Linked DNA regions of Astyanax mexicanus: region 1 is linked to region 2. A link is a contact called in public Hi-C data. All regions are on one chromosome and are shown on one strand. The core of a region is the stretch at or near the end of the contact, and the rest is flanking DNA. Distances in the headings are between cores, read along the strand shown.

Evidence for each region. Hi-C and Micro-C count contacts between places; a contact is called where the count stands out from the background.
Region 1: a Hi-C map of blood shows a contact between it and region 2, with 2.8 times the contacts expected there. The contact joins the promoter of bag4 here to the enhancer-like site in region 2. A contact is called at or near these places in 3 of 3 Hi-C or Micro-C datasets (blood and muscle).

Annotation. Positions count from the first base shown.
Region 1 is chr12:32,066,830-32,073,191 of AstMex3_surface, reverse strand. It overlaps bag4 (BCL2 associated athanogene 4), which reads right to left and starts at 2,063. Exons shown (of 5, transcript XM_007247113.4): 1 at 1,563-2,063; 2 at 23-148. The coding sequence starts at 1,697. lsm1 (LSM1, U6 small nuclear RNA associated) reads left to right here and starts at 2,911. Exons shown (of 4, transcript XM_007247114.4): 1 at 2,911-3,073; 2 at 3,695-3,763; 3 at 4,249-4,364; 4 at 4,976-5,529. The coding sequence starts at 3,028. The coding sequence ends at 5,146.
Region 2 is chr12:31,985,925-31,991,679 of AstMex3_surface, reverse strand. It overlaps grk5l (G protein-coupled receptor kinase 5 like), which reads left to right. Exons shown (of 16, transcript XM_007247104.4): 12 at 147-355; 13 at 940-1,077; 14 at 1,188-1,325; 15 at 3,792-3,923; 16 at 5,733-5,755. Among protein-coding and RNA genes, the nearest start is that of LOC125806077, 13 kb to the right of the region's middle. Within about 2 kb of position 3,884, the one cell type or tissue checked has an H3K27ac peak away from gene starts, as active enhancers do.

The sequences.
Region 1 (6,362 bases), core at 814-3,313, 83 kb before region 2:
GAAGGAAGATGTGGTACTGTACCTGGGGATTGTACGGTGCTTGTCCATTGACCTCTGCTCCAGAGGGGTATGTGTTACTATACGGTCCAGCAGTATGCGAATGAGGGTACCAGTAGTTTGGTGGATAGCCACAATATGGATTAGAGTCCTGCCGTAAAGCAGAAATTACATGATGTTAGTCCTATAGTAGTTGTCACCACTATATTAGTGGTTCACCATATGGCTGAATTGAAGAAATAATACAAATTATTTTGTAACATTACTTTTACATTAACTGTACATATGTTTATCCTTCTCTAGCCCATATTATAAGCTGCCTCTTGTTTTCTCCTCAATGTTGGTACATCATTAAGGCTGATGCCACTACTTGCATGGCAATTTCCCATATTCTGCGAATTTTCCTTTGTTTGTTATGATGTTATTTTTGTTCCTGCTATCTCTTTTCCCTGTTTTTTGCTTTTAAACCCTGGCTATTATTCTTTCACAGCAGGATGATTCTGCATGACAGCATGGGACTGTTCAGCCTTTAAGGACTTATGGACACCACTTTCATCAGTACTAATATTTAGCATGTGTTCTGCAGTTACTCAGATTTTTATAATACATGACCTGTTTTTACAATAAGCACAAATTGAAATAATAAAGTACTATTTGACCACTCATTCTGCAGTCACTTTTGGACCCAGATCTCTGCAGAGCTGCTCTATGACAACATTTGCTGTAAAGAATTGAAATTTATTTTAAGTGTGACTGTTTTAATCAATTAAAAAACAACGAAGCCGACATAGTAAAGGTTTCTTTATGCTAACTGTATAGAAATAAAAATAGGTATCAGATCTGAAAGGCATTATTTCAGTACAGAACAGAAGCACTCAGGAAGCTTTGGTTCTCCAACACTGAAGATAAGGTGCACTTAGGTTACAACTTTACCAGTAGTGTAGGGATACATTTGGTAAATTCTGACAGTATTATATCGCTGCTATGCAGAAAATGGGATAATTTAGGATATCCAACTTTTATTAACAACCCAAACACACTAGCAAACCTAGCTATAGCTAACTGCTTGTATAAAGGCCACCTAATTTTACGCAATAAGTCCTGTTTCTCTAGATAACCAACTTGCTGACCAAAGCCAGCAATGGCCGGTCTGATAACTTATTCAACTAAACTACAAACTTAGGCAATAAAACGAACATCTCTCTGCAAAGTAAATCAGGGTTGTATATTTATGTGAGCTAGCTAACTACATAGAAAACACACTAGGTTAACATGTCAACGCTACTACAGTTTAAGTGAAGGTTAGTAACTGAAGTGCTGGCAATAGCTGGTAAGAGATGCTATGCTAAAGCTAATTGAATAGGACGGCACAGTTTGCTCAAAGTCAGCTGCGTAAACTTTTACACAAAGTGAATTAAAACCGTGTATTATTAAGATGCATTTGTATTAAATGTAAATAAAACGTTAAGCTGCTTCTGTATGAATGATACACTGGTGTCAAACACAGCTTAGCTTAGCGTAGTTTAGCTTAGCTTAGCTTAGCCTAGCCTAGCCCCGGTTCTTACCATCGCTCCGCTCCAGCTGCTCTCCGGGTTGTACCCGGGGCTCCAGCCCGCTTTCGGCTGCTGCATGTGCCGCTGCTGTTGCAGTAGCCACGCCGCCTCCCCGCTTCTCTCCGCTCCGGCTGAGTCGTAGGCCATCCACTGCTAACAGCACGTTATTGGTATTAATATGATTATTTTTATTATTACTAATTCATTAACCCATCATTCTCGCCATCGTGTCGGGTGTAGCTGCAGTGTGACTGAATCTGCGCGGTGCTGTAGCCTGACCTGAGCAATTAAATATTTATTTAAATCTTATAACGTATTCATATATATATTTTTTATGGCAAAAATTATTGTAAAAGCGCGTTACTGATATCCTTCTTTAGCTCTACAGTTCAATTAATTAAACATATTCACGCATAACAGCAAAGTGCTGCTGACTGTCACAGAAAAAAGCAAGCAGCCAATCACAAATAGGGACAGGAATATCTAGCCAATCACAATGTGCACAAAAACGAGCTAGCCAATCACAAGCTGGGTTACAATGTACGTTGCTTTATATGTATTTTAATCAATCGAATCGAAGCATTAAAAATATAATATAACTCTTTGCTTTTGAAAAAATTAATTGGATAAAATATTGTAAAATATATTTTCTGCATAAATAATACAAATCCCAAGGATAAATGACATACTTAAAATTATATATTTGTTATTCCGTGATATTTCGAGATATGTTTAGATGTTAAGATGTTTCTGTGCCTTGTCAGGGGTACAAAATGTATTTATAAATTTGAAATACAAAATATATTGATACTCTTTTTTTTTAGAGAGTTCTATATTATAAAGTAAACGATATCTTATTTTATGTATGATTATGATTTTGTAAAATCAAAATTAGTTTGTTTATTTTTTATCTGTAACTATAATTTCTGTCATAAGCTCTGATTCAACATTTAATTGTTAAAGTTACTGTATTTTGACAACCTTGTTCTTGAGACGGTAGCTTCCAAATCAGTTGGAGTGAAGCAAAATGTAAAATACAGCTAAAGGATTAAACAGAAATAGATCACAAACATAGTAAATGAACATAAATAAATAAATAAATAACAGTTACAAAGGAAATAACAGATAAAATCTCTAATAAATAAATACGTGGGAAGAAAGCACTACAAAATAAAAGCATAATAATTAAAATAATTATTAAGCTTATAGATAAATGATAAAAAAAAATGCATGGTGCGTTTAAATTAACATTACATATAAATAAAACTGCAAAAAAAATCTCAAAAACGAATATAAAACATATCTTTTGTAAAAAGATTTGTTTTATAAAATGCGAGTGGGCCCTTTAAAGGGGTGAGCGTGCCCCGGAAGCTGTGCTATAAGAGCGCTGCTGCTGTAGTTAGTTTGGGTGCCAGGAGGTTTGATATCACACTGTCTCTAGGTTTTTTGTGCTTTAAACTCCCCGCATGTCTGCAGGATGAATTACATGCCAGGCACCGCCAGCCTCATTGAGGACATCGACAGTAAGTTAAAAGCTCCGCTGGGCTTTACTACCCAGCCTAAAGCCGCTGGAACTCCAAATAGCTGCGTTGTAATTGGAATTGTTCGGTCCACCTTAAATGGTGCAGTGATTATATTCTGAGTCCAGCTAGCACAGTAATGTACCTGCTGCCCTATTTAAGGTGGAGTGGAAATTTAAAGCAATTAGCTATCTTAAACTTTCTTACTGCTAAAGATAATCTAAGTGTGTTTAATCTTGCGTTTCTGACCACGAACTGTGTACAATTTATACATATTGTATTTTTTTTCTCTACACCTCATTCCTCCCAAGATGAACCTGGAGGTGGTCTTCAGGGTTTGGGCCATTAGATAGCTAGCTAGATCGCTAACAACTACAACCACTTAAGTACTTGCAAATTAAACCTTTATAGACTTGCTAAAATGCTAAAAGTTAAATATAACACAGCTGGAGCTGGCGAACATTGAACTAGCTCTTTATGAATTCTTAGGATGACATAACAAATCCAAGGAAGGCTGTTTTGTGTGACTTATTTTGCCAGTTTTGTTGTTGCATGAAACTGTATAAATGTCTTTTAAGCAAATAAGCTTTCTGTCTGTCTGATCTGTTTTTGTTTTTCTTCCAGAAAAGCACCTTGTTCTGCTCAGAGATGGGAGAACACTGATTGGGATCCTCAGAAGTATAGATCAGTTTGGTAAGTAGATCCAGTGTTCAGTGAAGTAAAATAACAGATCCAAGTGAACCACTCAGTATGATCAGTATAATATATTTATATGTACACCAGTGTTTCCCACTGAACTGACACCCATTAAAATGAGCTTACTAAAGTTCCTCAGAGTTGGATTAAGAGGCGTTAGGTGTGCTTGGCAGTAGTTGGACATCGTTTAAGTTGTTCCATGCTTCACTTTTATTCGATGCCCTTTCACAATGAAGTGGTAACCTGCCTTTAGCATGGATGCACTGATCTATATTATATGGTACATCTATTTTAAAACTGCTTGAGGGTGCATAGAATATAAAGCCATGGTGCTAACTACCGAATAACAAATGATCTCACTGCATTAGCAGCACGGTCAGTATTTGAAGTTTATTTGCATCAGTATTGTTCTGCCCATCCTTGTCAGTTGTATGTTATTCATTAACAGGTTGTTAATATTTGATCTCTGTTCTCTTTAACAGCAAATTTAGTTTTGCATCAAACAGTGGAACGTATCCACGTTGGTAAGAAGTTTGGAGACATACCCCGAGGGATCTTTGTTGTCAGAGGAGAAAATGTTGTCTTACTTGGAGAAGTAGTAAGTTTACACAGTTTTTGTTTATTTTTCTTTCTGGAAATGTTTCCATTAAAATAAGATTAAGCAAAATGAGTCATGGTATTAAACATAAGCCTTGTTTGTTGTTGCTAGGATTGACAGGCTTTAGAGAATGCTGGGGAAATATCAGTCAACCTAATGAAGGGCTATAGTGTGAATAGTACCTTGGTGTGTAACACAGTACCTGCATTAAGGGCCAAATACCTGGCCAAGGATTAATTCTAGTCATGGACTCAATGGAAATTTAAAATGTAAAAGGTAAATAAGAGAAACTTGTTAATGTTAAATATTAACACCCTGCTGTGGGAAATTTGGGAATTATTTTGGTACCAGGGGTTGAGCTTACCTTTAACCTTTTAATACGGTGGACTGACCAAATCAGTGTGGCTGCATTGTGCGCACTTTTTTTTTTTTTTTTTTCCCCACAACTATGATCTGGGTGCAATAAACATGATGTAGAATAATACTATTTTATTGGACGGGTAAGGAGGAGAGCTGAGATGTGTTATGAATGAGGGGAATTTAAGAAGCATGTTTTATTGGAATTTAACCTACACTCTCCTGTTTGGATTTGTTTATTGTCTGCTCTGTAGGACCTAGATAAAGAATGTGATCAGATCCTTCAGAGAGTTTCCATTGAGGAAATTCTGGAGGAGCAGCGGGTGGAGCAGCAGGCAAAGCAGGAGTCTGAGAAGCGGAAACTACAGGCAGTAAAGGAGCGAGGCTTGTCCATCCCTAAAGCAGACACATTGGATGATTTCTGAGACGCCTTTAGGTTAATTTTTTTTGCTTGTTTTGTTTTCAGTTTTAGTGAGTATTACACACGTGACCTTCAATGAATGCATCACAGAAGACTGTGATCATGACCGTTTTTGTTTTTATGTAAGTCATGCTCTGCGTGACCATTACCATCTTTTCCTTTACGGCCGATGGTGCCGTATTGAAACTGAAGATGGACCAAACGGAAGCACTTGGCCTGCTGGCTTTTATTTTGAACTTTGTAGAGAAGAATAATGGAACCTTAAACTCAGTGTTTGTGTCGTTGAGGTGATGTTATGGTGGCGTTTATGTTGGTATGCTATGTTAAATCACGCTAAACAGCACTGAAGATATTTTTGTTCTATTAAACCTATTTTGTACTGAATAATATTGAGTGGTTTCCTTTGTGCGACAAATGATTTGTGAAATGCAGTCTGTTCTTGCCTGATTGCATTTTATTAACCACCTTTCCAGTTCTTTACTTACCTTAAGGGGAGCCAGTTTACATGAAAACAAAATATATAAAACTAACCTTTTCTATAATTGTATGATGTTGGGTTGAGAATATTTTAAGAGAAGCATTCAATTCCACACTTATGTTGTGACTTTTCAAGTACTTCTCCAGCGTTACTTGCTAGCTTGCAGTGTCTGTGTAATTCCCTCATTTGCCTTATGGTGTCGCCAAATACTGAAAACAAGTTATGTTTTAGAGAAATGTACCAAACTTAATCTTGTTCACAGTGGTGGTGAATGAAATCGTATCAAACTAGTTTACTGGCTTTAAATGCCCCATCACAAATACATTATGCAGATACACCTAAACAAAACCAAAACAGACTTTGGGACTGTTAAGGATACATAGTGATAAACAACACGGTCTTAAAATGTTCTCTGGAAGTGCTACCACCAGCATCTACTTGTGGTGTTCAGTAAAATGAAATACTGTGTTATGGCAGTGAAAGCAGCAACTTTCTACCTGAAGAGTTGTGTGTGTGATTTTTGTAGCACATGGTGTTTTAATTTTACAGAGGGCATGCAGGTTTTGGGGTCCCAAAGTCTGAGAGATTTTCTTTTAAAATAAGTAATGCTAAAGCTATTAAAATAAAAAGCTGTATCAGACCTAATAGTAAGGTGCAACATTTAGAACAGTGAAGGGGAGAACGTGGCAAACTAATAGCAAAGCTACTAGTGGTGCAAAAAATATATACTGTGAATTTAAAA
Region 2 (5,755 bases), core at 2,635-5,134:
TTTGATTAGTTAAATGACTTATATAAAAGTTTATGTAAAATACATCAAAGTGTCTTTTAATATTAAACTTCAGCTTTGTTTGTTTTTGCTTGATGTTTAAACTTGTGAGTTCTAACTGACGTGTTTCTGCGCCGATTGGCTGACAGCTCCCGAGGTGATCAATAACGAGCGCTACAGTATGAGTCCTGATTGGTGGGGTTTGGGCTGTTTGATCTATGAGATGACCGCTGGACGCTCGCCCTTTCGCGCCCGCAAAGAGCGAGTGAAGAGGGAGGAGGTGGAGAAACGAGTGCAGGAGGAGGAGGAGGAGTACAGCGACAAGTTTACAGAAGACACCAAAGCCATCTGCAGGATGGTGAGTGCAAACACACACACACTGCTTATACACTGCTACTAATCAAGGTATTACAAGGGTTATTTGAGTGATGCCATAGAATAATTACAAAAACATGTTTGTGGATATTTAAAGGTTTAAGGAAGTCAGTTTAAATGTAATTTATGCAGCTTTATGTGAGAATTGGTTATGGGAGTGTACTGTGATTCACTGGTATACCATTGCTCCAAAAAATCTATACATTTAGTACAGATAAAGCAATACACTGTTCACATTTTTGCTGTATGCTACATGTTAATCCAAATTGCCAATTACAATATGTGTAAAACATGAATGAAAATAATCATTGTTTTTATTCATTTTACTGGCAAATTCAAATTCAAAATCAATGCACTGCTACCTTCTAGTAAGACTGTTGCTAATGCGTACGTGTGTGTGTGTGTGTGTGTGTGTGTGTGTGTGTGTGTGTGTGTGTGTGTGTGTGTGTGTGTGTGTGTGTGTGTGTGTGTGTGTGTGTGTGTGTGTGTGTGTGTGTGTGTGTGTGTGTGTGTGTGTGTGTGTGTGTGTGTGTGTGTGTGTGTGTGTGTGTTTGTGTGTGTGAGCAGCTCTTAGCCAAAGACCCCAAGCAGAGGCTAGGCTGCCAGGCTGAAGGAGGTGCAGAGGTCAAAGCCCATCCCTTCTTCAAAAACATCAACTTCAAGAGACTAGAGGCCGGCATTCTGGAACCTTCCTTCGTGCCTGATGTGAGAGGCTACATCAGACCACTTATTGTTTTTAGTAAAGTTGATTTGATCATATAAGCTGAGAATATTAAATCTAATCTTTTTTGTGTGTGTGTTTGTGTGTTCTGCAGCCCAGGGCAGTCTACTGTAAAGACGTTCTGGACATTGAACAGTTTTCCACTGTTAAGGGCGTTAACCTGGACCAAACAGACAATGACTTCTACTCCAAGTTTGCCACTGGCAGCGTCTCCATCCCATGGCAGAATGAGGTGTGTGCTGATATAGTTGTGTGTAAAACTCTTTTTCATAATGTTATGACTGAATGCTTTCACTAAAGGTGAAGATGGGTGGCAGTTTTTCTTGCAGTGTTTTAAAGTTGTAGATAGATAGATACTTTATTTATCCCGAAGGAAATGTAGGCATCCAGCAGCAACAACATAATACAGTAAGAAACATACTAAACATAAATTAAAACACAGAAGAATAGAAATATATAAGGCTATAAAAAACTTATTATACAAGGTAAAGATCTATCTGTAAACGGAGCAGTGCAACAGATGTTGCTAATGGTCATTAAATGGTCATTGTGTGATGAATAGACCAATAGAAATGCTCCAGATTGTCTTGGTATACAATTTTCTTTTTTGCTATAAAGCTTGCATTTTGGAGATACCCTGACATGCCAAATGTCATGGGACTGGACATTTTATCATTATATCCCATGACTTTTCTTATGGAAGCTAAAAAAACACTATACTGCTCTGCAGAATGTGTGTGTGCCTTCAAGTCCTTTTGCGAGGGTAATTCTAGCCAGATGCCCCCAGTCACAAACATTACCACCCATTGTGCTGTCCACTCTGGGTGGTAATGCCTCCTTGATTGATGTATTCCTGGTACACGTGTGACAATGGATCATACACTGCCCCGTTGGAAGGTATCTTAAATACCTATTCTATCCATTGTGCACCCAATTTCAGGCCTTGCTCGAACTCTTACAATTCACTTTGCATTGCCATGAACACACTTGCTGAACAGTGCTGAACCACATTTACAAGATAACACCTCACAACTTACACAGGTGTGGGTGGTCCCAATCCATCCCACAAGATAACACTTGTTGATCAATTTACATATTTCGCTGGTTCGAATTCGGCGCTCTCTCCCCACATCACTCCAAAGGGTGATGTCGCACAAGGCATCTGTGAGCTGTTGTATCGGAACCGAGTCGCTGCACTTTCCATCGAGTGCGTTGTGATGCTACTCGGCAATGCTGCATCAGCAGCAGTTCCAAAACAGGTGGTGGCTGACTTCCCATGTATCGGAGGAGGCATGTGCTAGTCTTTACCACCCCTGGGGTTGGGGCACCATAGTGATAAGGGGAGTCCTAATTACTGGTTTGGGCTGTGTAAATTAGGAGAAAATGGGATAAAATACATTACATACTGACCTCCCCTGACTTTTATTGAGCTTAATTATGTATATAAAGTACATTAATAAAATAATAAGAATAGTAAGTGTTTTGTGCAGTACACACTCTTTATTGTAAAAGAGATGTGAATGTGAAGAAACAGTTCTTTCACTAAACACTTACATAGCTAAATTCATGAATATTATGTGCATTTTAAGTGAGCTGTATGTAATAATGTAAGACTGTAGGTAGGGTGCTGCTTTGTGTACCTGTTTTATCAGCTTTATGGGGTCACAGAGAAATAACAGTAAATTCCACAGTATCTACACTGTGCTCTTCAATAGCGCTGTTTACAGTGCAGAGTGGTTGTGTTGCTGGGAGCTGAATTCAGCAGCAGGAGAGAGGGAGAGAGAGACAGGGAGTAAGAGAAGTGGAACAACAGAGGAAAACTCAGAGGACTGGATCCAGTTAGTTCAACTTTGTTGTCTGTTTCCTGTTGAGGAAAGATCTGTAAACAAGCTTTTGATTCTGAGACGTGATCACACTCACACAGACACACACAACCCGGCTCGACAGATAGAAGGTTGGATGGAGAGATGGGCAGACAGTATGTAGTATGGGCAGACGCTCAGTTGGATATATCTTCGGAGAGATACACAGGTGGTTAGATAGATAGATGGAAAATGGATGGATCAAGAAAGACAGAAGAATTGAAGGATGGATAGAAAGACATGTGATTGGACAGAAATGAATGGGGACAGGCTCAGATAGAAGGATGAAGGGTTGAATGGGAAGACAGACAGACTAAATGATGATGGATGGATGGATTAAGAATATATAGATGGAAAGAGACAAAATTAAGAATGTATAGATGGAGAGAGACTGACAGATTGAATAATATATAGATGCATAGAGACTGACAGAACTAAGAATAAACAGATGGTAAAAGAGACTGAGAGATTGAAGAATATATAGATGGAGAGAGAGACAGAATGAAGAATATATAGATGGAGAGAGACAGATATAATGAACAATGTAGATGGAGAGAGACAGAATGATGAATACCTAGATTAAGAGAGACAGATAGATTAAAGAATATATAGATGGACAGAGAGACAGAATGAAGAATATATGAATGGTGAGAGAGACACTGAAAGATGGGTGGATACATGGAGAGACAGACAGACAAGGATGGATAAATAGATGTGGAGACGGACAAGCAGAAGATTAACCTATTGGTAGACCGATAGATAGACTGATGTATGCATAGTTAGTGACTTATTGATAATTTAAAATTTACAATTTTTTCCCCTCCCTCTCTCCACAGATGATAGAGACAGAATGCTTTAGTGACCTTAACGTGTTTGGGCCTCAGGGGTCGCGACCCCCTGACCTGGACTGGACGCAGCCGCCGGAGCCACCGCGGCGCAGCCTGCTGGACAGGATCTTTAGGAGACATGTGAGGATCTCCTCCTCCCCCACAGAGGAACAGGCCAGAGAACACAATAGTTAACTACAGACCAGGTCAAACACCCACTCAGGACACCCCTCCTTCACTCCACACACCACCACCCACCCCTCCAGCCTTAACAAGAGCAGTGCGCTTATTCACGCTTTTACCTGATCACTTCTTGCTTCTTTCACTTACATTAAAGTCAAACTCATTATAAGTGGTCCATCTCTTTAATCCCACATTAAATTTAATGGATATGTTTTGCCTATACTGCATAATGCAAAAATAACTGCTGTGTCTTTATTATAAAACCTACAAGGATTCCACATTCTTATGTGTCCTGTAAGTAAGTTATGCAGTAAGTTGCAACTACTGCTCACATAAATGTGCAAATGCAGGCACATAGCCTGTCTAGTCCCTGTAGACCATTGTTATTGGACAATAGGAGAACAGAGAAACAGGAACATATGGGCATTTAGCTGTGGAGCATTGAAACCTTTTCCTTTGGAATGATGGGTGGTGTGATCATCCAGCATCCTAACCTCACTAATGCTTTTGTCGCTGAATGCAAGCAAATGCTCAAAGCAATGCCCAACATTCTATTCTATCACCTTCCCTGGAGAGTAGAGACTGTTACTGTCATATTTAGTAGTAGAAGTAGAAGTAAAAAATACTTTTGTCTTTCTTTGCGGTGTAAAAAATTAAGACACCGCTCCAGTTTCTGAATCAGTTTCTCTGATTTTGCTATTTATAGGTAAAATCAACATTGTTGTTTAATCATATAAACTATAGACAATATTTTTTCCAAAGTCCAAATAAAAATAGTCTTTTAGAGCATTTATTTGCAGAAAAAGGGAAATGGCTGAAATGACAGAAAAGATGCAGAGCTTAAATTTAGACCTCAAATAATGCAAAGAAAACAAGTTCATATTCATAAAGTTTTTTAATCACAGTTTTCATGCATCTTGGCATGTTCTCCTCCACCAGTCTTACACTCTGCTTTTGGATAACTTTATGCCACTCCTGGTGACAAAAGAATTAAGCTGTTTAGCTTGGTTTGATGGCTTGTGATCATCGAACTTCCTCTTGATTATATTCCAGAGGTTTTCAATTTGGTAAAATCAAAGAAATAATAATAATTTTTAAGTGTTCTTTTTTTTCCAGAGCTGTATATAAAAGACCAAATATTTTTACTGTAGACTATCCAAATATCCCTATAATGGATAAAATACAAGTAAAATGGTTCCAAACCCAAAAAGCAGCCCATTTCCATTCAAATCCCATTTTGCTTTTCTGTAAATGTTCTTGATCCATATAATTGTGCGAGACCCAGCAGTATGCTGCAAGTGTGAAAGGGGGAATTCACAAGCTTTAAAATTTTAAAATCAAATTTACACTTTCTCCTCTGAGCCCAAATGTAGATAAGATGTATTGGTTAAAAAGTTAGCTTGTTCAGTGTATTACTGGAGCTACAAGGCTAATGTAAGTGGCGGGGAATAAAGCATTATGTACAACAATTATCATTATTTCCAAATCATACAGTAATCTCAGTTATAATATACTTATATCTAATATACTTAATCATGTGTTTTCTGACAAGTTTTATATTTAATCATTTAGACAGCGCTCCAGTGCAAAACCAAAAAGGCTTAACCCTCAGGCTTCCAAAAACAAGGAAAAGTGTGTAATTTAATATATATTTTTTTGGTGGAAGAGGGCAATAACACAGGATTTGAGAAACATGTTGAAAATCAAACCCTGAAAATAACACTTCTTCTCTGCTTTGTCTTTTTCGTTCCCTTATTCTCTTTGCAGCATCCAGAGGCGGCCATCGCTCA